Linked DNA regions of Rattus norvegicus: regions 1 and 3 are each linked to region 2. The links are chromatin contacts, called in public Hi-C maps. All regions are on one chromosome and are shown on one strand. The core of a region is the stretch at or near the end of the contact, and the rest is flanking DNA. Distances in the headings are between cores, read along the strand shown.

Region 1 (3,185 bases), core at 211-2,710, 190 kb after region 2:
CACCTCAGTGGGTCAAGACCATACATTTTAATGAAACACAGGGGAATGAAATAGTATAGAAGAACAGAGGAGACAAGAAAAAAAAGGAAGACACAGTACTTGGTCCTACAGATATGTGTGTGGGTACACTGGGTGTCAGGACCTTATCTATTTCCTTAGGAATAGGTAGAGACGTGGCATGATATATAAAACGAATGGGGAACGAACTTTCCCAAAGCGCTATAACCCAATGTGTGACAGCCTCCTCCAGCATCAGCATCAGCATCATAATAGTAAAATGGCTTTTTAAGGAACAAGAATGCCCAAAAGTTAAAATGAAACAAAAACTTGCCTAAATGTTCATGCAAAATTCAGAAGACAAAGTTCAAACATTTCCAATTACATTTAAAAAAAAATAATTTCAAAGGTTGTCCATGTTCTCAAAATACTTGGCTTCATTCTACTCTACTCTTCTTTTCTGCAAACCACAAATCTAAGTGTGGTCATGTACTTTTTAATCCTATTCCATTATCAGATCTTTTCATAGACAATTGTTATGACGGCCGGCCGATGGGGGTGCACACCTTTAATCCTGGCACTAGGGAGACAGAGGCACAAGCAGGCAGATCTCTATGAGTTCAAAGCCAGCCAGGGTTACAGTGGTCTACAGAACAAGTTCCAGGACAGGTCAAGGCTACAAAGAAAAACCATGTCTCAAAGAATAAAAATTGAGAGAGAGAGAGAGAGAGAGAGAGAGAGAGAGAGAGAGAGAGAGAGAGAGAGAGAGAATATAACATCTTCCACAAGAATCTGTTTTTCATGATAAAATATATTTCCATTCAACACTGAAAGAGAGGGGAAAAGTCAACTATCAGGCCCATCCATCATTTAAATAGTGATTTTTTTTTGCAGGAAATTTTACTTTAACGTGCAGAAAAAAGTCATTACACAGTCATTCCACAGTGTCTTCTGTGTCTGTGAGTTATACAATTATTCACCCTAACAGATCATTCCAATTCAAATAAAGAACAAATCAGGGAAGCATCAAGTCATGCCAGCCTTTTTGTTGGAAGAAACGCTCCCTGATACCGTAAGGGGAGGGAGAAATGTGGGAATTCCTTTTAAACAAAGTACCAGCTGCATAATTCTCTGATCTCATACCCATGTGTGCCAACCCTCCCTGTTCTCCATCTCGGCAGAAAGTGCTAAGAGATCAGAAGGGAATTCTTACAGGGAGGCAGCGTGACCCCGCGCTCCCATTCTGTGCGGACTGCAGTTTAAAGATAGAAATGCAATGCGAACAGGGCGTGGCTGCACTGCGGGATTCAGTTCAGCCAGAGCCTGAGCTCTGTTATCTCTGTTTTACTCACCCTGGGCTCGCAAAGCCTATCTGTGATTCATTCCTTTTCTACCCTCTGGACCTTGAACACAAAGAGCTGGTGTTTTAGAGGGATCCGAAGGGACTCAGCATCTGATTCAGAGCCCGATCTGAGAGCTGGAAAAGCCTTTCCCTTGAGGCCTGTCCTGCAGTCCGACCCTTCCTTGAACTCCTGTGGACCCCGGGCACATCCCGCACACGCAGACTGCACTTGCTATTAGCTAGGCAACGCCTGTCATTGAGCTTTCGTCACGGGCTCGTTCAGGTCCTTGCTCTAGTTTGAGTTATGATACGTTTCTACTGTCCTCCCCTCAGAGCCCAGGGATCTATGCTGAAGAGGGGAAAGAATAACTGAAAGAGCCAAGGATGGTGGGTCCCAAGGAAACAGCATCTTCTGGACATAACAGAGCTGATAGGCAAGAGCTAACAGAGGCTGTATAGCTTACACAAGATGGACGATGGTTTGAGCTACACAGTATCCCAGCACTAAGAAGGGGACATGGACACAAAGTCCCACTCCTATCCAAATAAAAAGCTACTTGCAAGTGATGCCTGCTGGGAAAGAAAAAAATCATTTTTCTTCAATGGAATGGCCATGAGTACGCCATGTCAGTCAAGGGCAGGCCCCATCCCAAGGAGTATTTGACCAACACAAAATGAGCTACATGTTTTGTTTTGCTTTGGGTTTGGTTGTTGTTGCTGCTGTTGATGTTTTGTCTCATTGGGTTTGTTGTTATTTGTTCCTTTTGATTTTTATTTTTGGAGGTTTTTTTTTTTCCCAGACAGAAAGAGAAGAAGAGAGGGGGAGGAAAGAGGGGGATGCACAAAGTTGTATGTGTAGGGAAGATCTGGGAGGAGTTGACATTGGCAGAGGGGAAAGAATCAAAATGTATTGTGTGAAAAAATTTAAGTTGAAACACAAAAGAAAACTTTTCTGCTATCTGTATTCTGCTCTAGCTCCTTGGGGCACTTCTCAGTACTCCTCAGGGTAGGGCTAATCCCTGGCCTGTGCTCTGCCCCCTCCAACAGAATATAAGCCCTGAGGACTGATGTTTTGTTTGCTACTTCAACCCCAGCACATCAAGCAATGTTTAGTAGCCTCTTAGGAAATAGCTGTTGGGTAAAGGGATAGGTCTTGGGGCCAGGGGTATGGCTCAGTGGTTGTAGGCACTTATCACCCAACCTGACAACCTGGGTTCAGTCAACTCCCAGGTCCCACGTGGTAGGAGAGAACAGACTTGTACAAGTTATCTCTTGACTTCATACGTGCGATGTAGCAGCTGAAATGGCCCTGATCAATATAACGGCATATCCAGTGGTGATTATGTGGCTCAACCCAACGAGGATACAGACTAAGGAGCTGGCAGGAATGTCTACTCATCTACATTAGGTCCTCTTAGCAGATACTGGATGGTGTGGATGAAACTTCTTGTTGGGCCAACAAACCAGGAAGGTTAAAAATCGTGCTTAATCATCTGGGTGTGGAAGTACACGCCTGTAATCTCGGCACTTGGAAAGTAGAGACAGGAGGACCAGCTATACAATATCATCTTTGCCTACATAATGAGTTTACAGCCTAGGCTACATAAGACATTGCCAAGAAAAGAATGAGGTTAACTCTACAACCCTATTGCTGTCCCTAGCTTCGACACACTGTCCTACTTCTGGCTGAGGATTACGACCTCAATATAAACATACTGTTTGTATGGCCAAATCAGACCAAGAAATCTGACCTAATGAAGGAAGGCTGTCAATAGCTAGCGTGGCAGAATTACTTCCAGTATAGATACAAGTCACCAGCAGAAATCCACAGCAAGCAGTTGGGTCT
Region 2 (3,348 bases), core at 77-2,576:
AAGTTGCAGTAAGACTAGGTACCTCCTCTCCTATTAAGGCTAGAAGAGACAACCCAGGAGCAGAAAGGGTCCCATAGGCAGAAAATAGTCAAGATAGCCCTTGCTCCCACTGTTAGGAGTCCCACAAGACCAAGCTACACAACTGTAACATATGATCTGAGGGTATAGGTCAGTCCCATGCAGGCTCCCCAATTGTCGGTTCAGTCTCTGTGAGTCCCTATGGGCCCAGATTAGTTGATTCTGCGAGTTTTCTTGCAGTGTCCCTGTCCCCTCTGGCTCCTACAATCCTTCCTCCCCATCTTCCTCAGGATTCCCCAAGCTCTACCTAATGTGTGGTTGTTGCTCTCTGCCATCTGTTTCCTTCCGTTGCTGGGTGAGGGCAGTCTGATAACAGTTAGGCTAAACACCAATCTGTGTTGAGAGAGAGAAAGAGACAGACAGACAGACAGACAGACAGACAGACAGACACAGAGACAGAGAGACAGAGAGACAGAGAGACAGAGAGAGACAGAGACAGAGACAGACAGAGACAGAGACAGAGACACAGACAGACAGACAGACAGACAGACAGACAGACAGACAGAGGCAGAGGGAGGCAGCAGAAGGCATAGGGAGGCATATGGAAGGAGAGCTGGAGGGAGGGAGGGAAATGAAATGACTCCTAATGATACTCTTCTAAAACAATTCTATCCTATGAGATTCCCTCAGTCACGGGGCCACTCTTTCCTGTCAGTCTCTCATCAATCACCCTTTGTTAAAATTGTGATTTAAGTTTTCACTGGGCTCAAATTATCCTCTGCTTTGCTCCTACTAAATATTCAAGAACAGAATGGCTGACACCCACGAGGTCTAAAGAAGGCAACTTTTACCTTTTCACTTGCCTATGCAGTCTCTAAATCAGGAAGTTGTTCTTAATCTTAAAGGGCCTTTAGCTAAAAGGGCCTTTAGGACGTTTGCTCTGAGCAGCTCCTACCTTATACATAAAAGTCTCTGTTAATCTGAAGATCCCTGGCACACTGGATATGGTCAAAATAATCATTGGCTTTCCTGGAGTTTATGCTTACTATATGAAAGCTCTGTTTCCGATACAGATTTTTATCTTTTTTCTATCTCCCCAAACAAATAATCTTTGAAGTCAGTTAAGATGGGGGGGAGAGAGAGAGAGAGAGAGAGAGAGAGAGAGAGAGAGGAATTATTTCACCCTGCCTTGTTTGTTTCCATGAGGGCTCTGACTGAAAGGAAAAGATGAGTCACCCAGCACTATTCCGTATTTGGTGGTTGGGACTCTTGGCTGTTAAAACCAAAAGAGGGCAGCACTCCATGGGGTTTGAATTCTCAGGAAGCCAAGTCTTGTTTCACACTGAATTCTACCATAGCAAGGCAAATGTACTCTGTGTCATGAGAAGAGAACACAGATCCAGATACACAAAAATGAAGGAGAAATAGCTCTCTTGGAGCAGCAGTTAGGATAGCTCTGTGCATTTGTGAGCGCTGAAGAAGTTTCAGTGCAATGAGAATGATTATCAGGTGATTTTTCTTGACTTGAAACATCGTGAAAAAGCACTCAAAACTTTATAATATTTTTTTTAATATTGAGCGCACTATGTATGTGTGTGCATGTGTATGTGTAGGCATATGCCCTGGCCTGGATGTGAAGTCAGTGGATAACCTGTGGGAGTCAGTTCTTTCTTTCTACCCTGTGAGACCTGGAAATTGAATTCTAGGTCATCTATCTTAGTAGTTCATGCCTTTATCCACTGAGTAATCCCTCAAAGGTTTGGGGTAAGTGATATGACATGACTCTGTCTCTGGGGAATATGCATCCAAGGGGGAAATATTCAAGATATTGGAGCAAGGGAAAAGGGGAAGAGGGAGCCAAAGGAAAACCAGATGGGGAGGAACCACTTTACAAAAAGTGAGGAGTTGAAGCAGAGGGATCAGGGAAAACAGGAAGGTGGGCCTGGTGGGGACACTGTGACATACAGAGGATGCCTTTATTGAATAGATAAAGGCCAAAGGGGTGAGCCAGGAGGCTTCCTATCTGAACCTTAATCATAGAGTCGAGTCCTTAACCTATTAGGAATCCAGGAAGAAACAATGCATTTGGAAGCAACCATGATGAATTCATTTTTGGAAACATTTCTCCTTCAGAGAAATTAAGTAATTACTGCACTGCTAAGATACAATGGGGTGCAGGAAAAAAATGCAGAAAGGAGATTGCCCCCAAAGATTGTTTTAAAAACTAATCATGAGTGCCAACTGTAAACTTTTTTCCAGACGGGATCCCAGTGCTGATTACATGACTCACTTGTAGATACTGTGCTGGGCACTCATGAGCTATGCCCTTCTGACCTCATCTAACTCTCTCTTTCTTTATTCTACTATTATTTTAGTCATGTCTCATAGCAACATTTTGGGCAACAACTGGCCACACATACAGTGATGATGCTGTAAGGTCATATCTGCTAATAGTGACATCATAGCCATTGAGTTTGTGGAAACGCTGATGTTTGCATAACAATGAATGCATTTCTTAGAATTTTAAGGAAATGTCTTACTGTGTTTGCACCTTGGAGTAAGGATACCAAAACCCTTTGTAATATATTGTGAAAGCATCAATTAATTCCGATTATAATATTTTCTACATAAACATGGAGACACAGGCATTTGAAGTATCATTAGCATTTACAAAAAATCACTATGTTAGACACTAAGTATTGTACATATCACTTCATTTAATCATGGCCATTCTATCATCTTCTCATTTTGCAGATCAGGAAATTGCAACACAGTGAGGTTAATATTAACTTGTAATAGGACAAACCTTGCATCACAGTCACTGTGGTCTGACCTCAGAGTCAATGTCCCTAAACACTACACCTACTTCCTTTCTGCCCAGATTCCTCCTATGCTGACATCATTTCCTTCTGGATCATTCTGCATGTCCCAGAGCTTGGAGAGATAGCTATTTTCTCATATTGAAGGAATGAGCACCTCCAGAGGTAGGCTCTAGGGTCAAGAAGCTAGCTGTCATCATCAAAGAAGATAAATTACTTAATAGAAGGCTCATTCTTCTCTTTTCTAAAGCTGAACTAAATCATCTCTAAGCCTCTACACGCCAAGGTAGACTAGTGACAGCCTAATAATACCTGTGACCTAGTTGTTCTTTACATACTAGATGCTTATAACAGGAAAGAAAGAGAGAAAGAGAGGGTGAGGAAGGAAGGAAGGAAAGAGGAAAGGAGGGAGGGATGGAGGGAAGGAAGGGAGGTAGGAAGACACGCAAATAGAAAGAAAGAAAGAAAGAAAGAAAGAAAGAAAGAAGAGAGGGAGGGAGGAAAGGAGGGA
Region 3 (3,433 bases), core at 851-3,350, 240 kb after region 2:
GCTGACAGCCCAAGGTTTGAGGTTTCCAGTTTTTTTTTTTAATTGATAGTTTTTGGGAATGGGGCTTAATTATGTTTTATTAATTAACTACTGTCTTGTTTTGTATTATTTTTATGTCCTGAAATAAGTGCTTGGGTCAGAAATGGCATGCCTCCCATTGAAGTCCTCTTGCCCAAATGAAAACCTGAAGATACCAATGAACTTCAAGAGCACTTTTAAGAGCAAATAAATAGACCAGAATATTCTCAGGAAACCAGGGAAAGTCGTTTTTTTCCAAGGTAGGTAGATAAGAGAGCTGACGAGAGTATCCTCAATTCTTTTCTTTTATTCTGTATTCTGTGCACAGGGATTTTATAGTTTAGTGTTAAGAAGATTCATTACCCTGCCAGGTGGTGGTGGTGGCACACGGATCTAATCCCAGTGCTCAGAAGGCAGAGGCAGGCAAATCTCTTGAGTTCGAAGTCTACAGAGTGGGTTCCAGGACAGACAGACAGGAATACACAGAGAAACTGTATCTGGAAAAAGAAAAAAAGGAAAAGAAAGAAAATAAAATTTAGTACGAACGCCACTGTTCTCCTTGCTGTGCAGAGGTCTAACGGTATAATCCTTGGCTCATTTTATGAAGACATGCTATATTTCATGTATGGCACACTCGCTTTTGTATTTCAAAGGAAGTTTTTATCCTAGTTTGGATCTTACTACTATTCCTAAAATTGAAATTCAGAATATTCAGTTCTATAAGGAAGGTGGTTTCGTAAGCATATTTTACTCAATTATTCTAATATAGTCTACGAGAAAGGCAACATGCTAAGAGTAAGAAAATAACTTTCCACTGGTGTATCCCCACCACTGGGAGGCGGTTAGGGCAAGGTTAAAGGAGAATTGCAACTGTTTTCTTTTGGGAGTCTCACAGTCTAGAGGATCCCCAAACTTCCATTCAGTGGTAGGGTTTTATGACATTATAGATCTAGAGTGTACGGAAAGGGAGAGTGTTTAGAAAACACAAATTTAAAGTCTCTTTATGATAATGTCTTTTACAGCACGAGACCTTAAGAAATTTAAGAATTTAAGAAATCAAATCAATCATATTTACTGTATTTTCGGAGCCTAGGAAGTCACGACTTATTAGACAAGTATTGGATAAGTATCAGTCGATGTAACTGCCTTCATCCACATTCCTTTTGAATTCTAGACGCAGCCGGGTCTTCACTCCATAGAAAGCAATGGAGCTGGAACCATAAATCCCTTAAAAGGTCAGAACCAGTTAACAAGGCTGAACTAACCCCATGGGCAGTGCCACACAGGCTGGAAGCGATGAAAGAAGAAGAAATCAAAACAGGCTTAAGAGACAGAGAAAACAAAACAACAATACCGAGCAAGCCTAAGAGGAAAGACATTTCTGCAGTGGGTGTTAGCAGGAAGCCAACGCAATTACCGCAGGTCATCCCCTGCCAGTAGGCGATCACCTCGGTCACTGCCAACAGGGCCGTGGAGACGACTCCGACCCCACTTTTAAAACGGCCTCGTCAGGATCGCCCGGGTTCACCCGAGTTCCTCGGGAAGAGCACCCCCAAGCACCTAATGCGCGACCTGTGCCCACTCCATTCAAATCACGCAGCCAATAGGAAAACCCTCCGCCCTGGGCAGACGCCTCGCGCGGCCGGACCAGCCCCGGAGGCAGGTCAGCCTGGTACCGCCTCGCCGCCCGACGGGCAGCCTCCAGAGCCCTCGGTCCCGCTGGACAACCTTCCTTCCCGGCCTCCTCCCTTCCAGGAGCGGCCCAGCCCCCGCAGCCAGAGCCACACCCGCTTCCCTCCGGTAGCGCCCCCGCCGCACTCGGCCGCCGAGCTCTTCCTGGGCCGGGCCGAGGCGGGAGCGCGCATGCGCACTGACCGCAGGGCGCCTCCCCGGCCGCGATCTCGCGAAGTTACGCTCAGCCGGGCCGCGGCTGACGGGCGGCCGTGCCGGGGGCGGGAGGGCGTCTGTGGTAGGAAGAGAGGCCCGCTCTGCCGGGCTCGCCCCAGTGCTCTGTGGGATACTGGAAGTCTCGAGCGTCTCCTCCCCGGCTCGCGACTCCGCTCCGGCCCGCTCTCGCAGACACGGTCGCACACCCCCCGGCGTCCCCTCGCCTCCCTCGCCGCCGCCCCCTTCCCCCGCTCGCGATAAGAAGAGCCGGCGGCAGGAGAGGGGATGAAGATGGCGGACGCGAAGCAGAAGCGGAACGAGCAGCTGAAGCGCTGGATCGGCTCCGAGACGGACCTCGAGCCTCCCGTGGTGAAGCGCCAGAAGACCAAGGTGAAGTTCGACGATGGCGCCGTCTTCCTCGCCGCCTGCTCCAGCGGCGACACGGACGAGGTTCTCAAGCTGCTGCACCGCGGCGCCGACATCAATTACGCCAATGTGGACGGACTCACCGCCCTGCACCAGGTCTGTGTGCCCGCCGACCTCACCCGGAGCCCGGGCCCGCTGTCGTGCTCGCGCCCGGGCCTCTCAGGGCTCCGGTGCTGAGGCCGGGGGGTGGCGGGAGACTCCCTGCTGCGGGTGAGGGGGCGGCTCCGTCGGCGGAGGCTGGGCGCGGGGCTCCAGGCCCCCTTCATAGCCGCTCGCTCGCTGCCTGTGCAGTTTGGGAGCCGGCTGATTTTCCTGGGCGCGGGACAAAATGGACTGTGGTCCTCTTGGGGCCCCAGGGCCATTTGTGGACATGTGTCTGGTACTCTGGGTCAAGCCGAGCTGGAGTGTAATGTAATGGGTTGTGCCGAGGCCGGGTGTCAGTGATAGACTCGGGGGGTGGGGGAGTTTGAAAATCCACTAACCGGGAGCGGTAGGGATTCTTGTAGCAGATGGACCCCCTTTGACCTGTAGGTGGGCATTGGTCTTGGTGTACTTTTCAGGACTTGATTACAAATGACGATGATAATAATAGTGATCAAGAGCCCTAAAGCCGGGTGCCCTGAGCGAACGATTTCCTGTTTTCTCCTTTATTACTCTTGGTCACTGGGGAGGGGAAAACGGGGTGTAATTAGCTATTCTGTGGTGGCTGAAAGAGAGGGGTTTGCTAGTGTATCAGATAAGGAAGTCTTCCCAAGTGGGCTTGCCCACCTCTTAACTAGAGTCTATGGATTCCTGTACTCGAAGTTTGTCGCAGAGACGCAGATCCATTAGCTCTGGCTCCTGGAGTGTACACCGGGGCTAGGAAAGACAAGAATAAACAATGTGTACTCCTCAAAGACGGTTGCCAAACTTTGATTTTTTTTATTTTATTTTATTTTTTTTTTGTTGGGTGGAGGGGAGAAATGAAGCTAATCACAATCTTTTCTCAAAATGGATGCTTTGTGCATGTTAAAGTTTTATAGTAGTCTGATTGGGATCTCTCAATGTTAGCCAAATAAGGAGAAACTATTGGCAATCCAGAGATAATGTTGCTTTGCCTTTA

The links. Hi-C and Micro-C count contacts between places; a contact is called where the count stands out from the background.
Region 1: a Hi-C map of Schwann cells shows a contact between it and region 2, with 2.9 times the contacts expected there. The contact joins two enhancer-like sites. A contact is called at or near these places in 2 of 12 Hi-C or Micro-C datasets (Schwann cells and kidney).
Region 3: a Hi-C map of Schwann cells shows a contact between it and region 2, with 6 times the contacts expected there. The contact joins the promoter of Ppp1r12a here to the enhancer-like site in region 2. A contact is called at or near these places in 7 of 12 Hi-C or Micro-C datasets (the A7r5 cell line, the Rat2 cell line, Schwann cells and 4 more) and 1 of 1 datasets of contacts at active chromatin or transcription factors (oligodendrocytes).

The regions. Positions count from the first base shown.
Region 1 is chr7:45,322,586-45,325,770 of GRCr8, forward strand. No RefSeq gene overlaps it. Among named protein-coding and RNA genes, the nearest start is that of Ppp1r12a, 45 kb to the right of the region's middle. Within about 2 kb of position 1,461, at least 18 of the 93 cell types and tissues checked have an H3K27ac peak or open chromatin away from gene starts, as enhancers often do. A contact at or near this core is called in Schwann cells, where this site is marked.
Region 2 is chr7:45,130,420-45,133,767 of GRCr8, forward strand. No RefSeq gene overlaps it. Among named protein-coding and RNA genes, the nearest start is that of Otogl, 34 kb to the left of the region's middle. Within about 2 kb of position 1,327, at least 17 of the 93 cell types and tissues checked have an H3K27ac peak or open chromatin away from gene starts, as enhancers often do. A contact at or near this core is called in Schwann cells, where this site is marked.
Region 3 is chr7:45,367,344-45,370,776 of GRCr8, forward strand. It overlaps Ppp1r12a (protein phosphatase 1, regulatory subunit 12A), which reads left to right and starts at 2,101. Exons shown (of 24, transcript NM_053890.2): 1 at 2,101-2,427. The coding sequence starts at 2,191.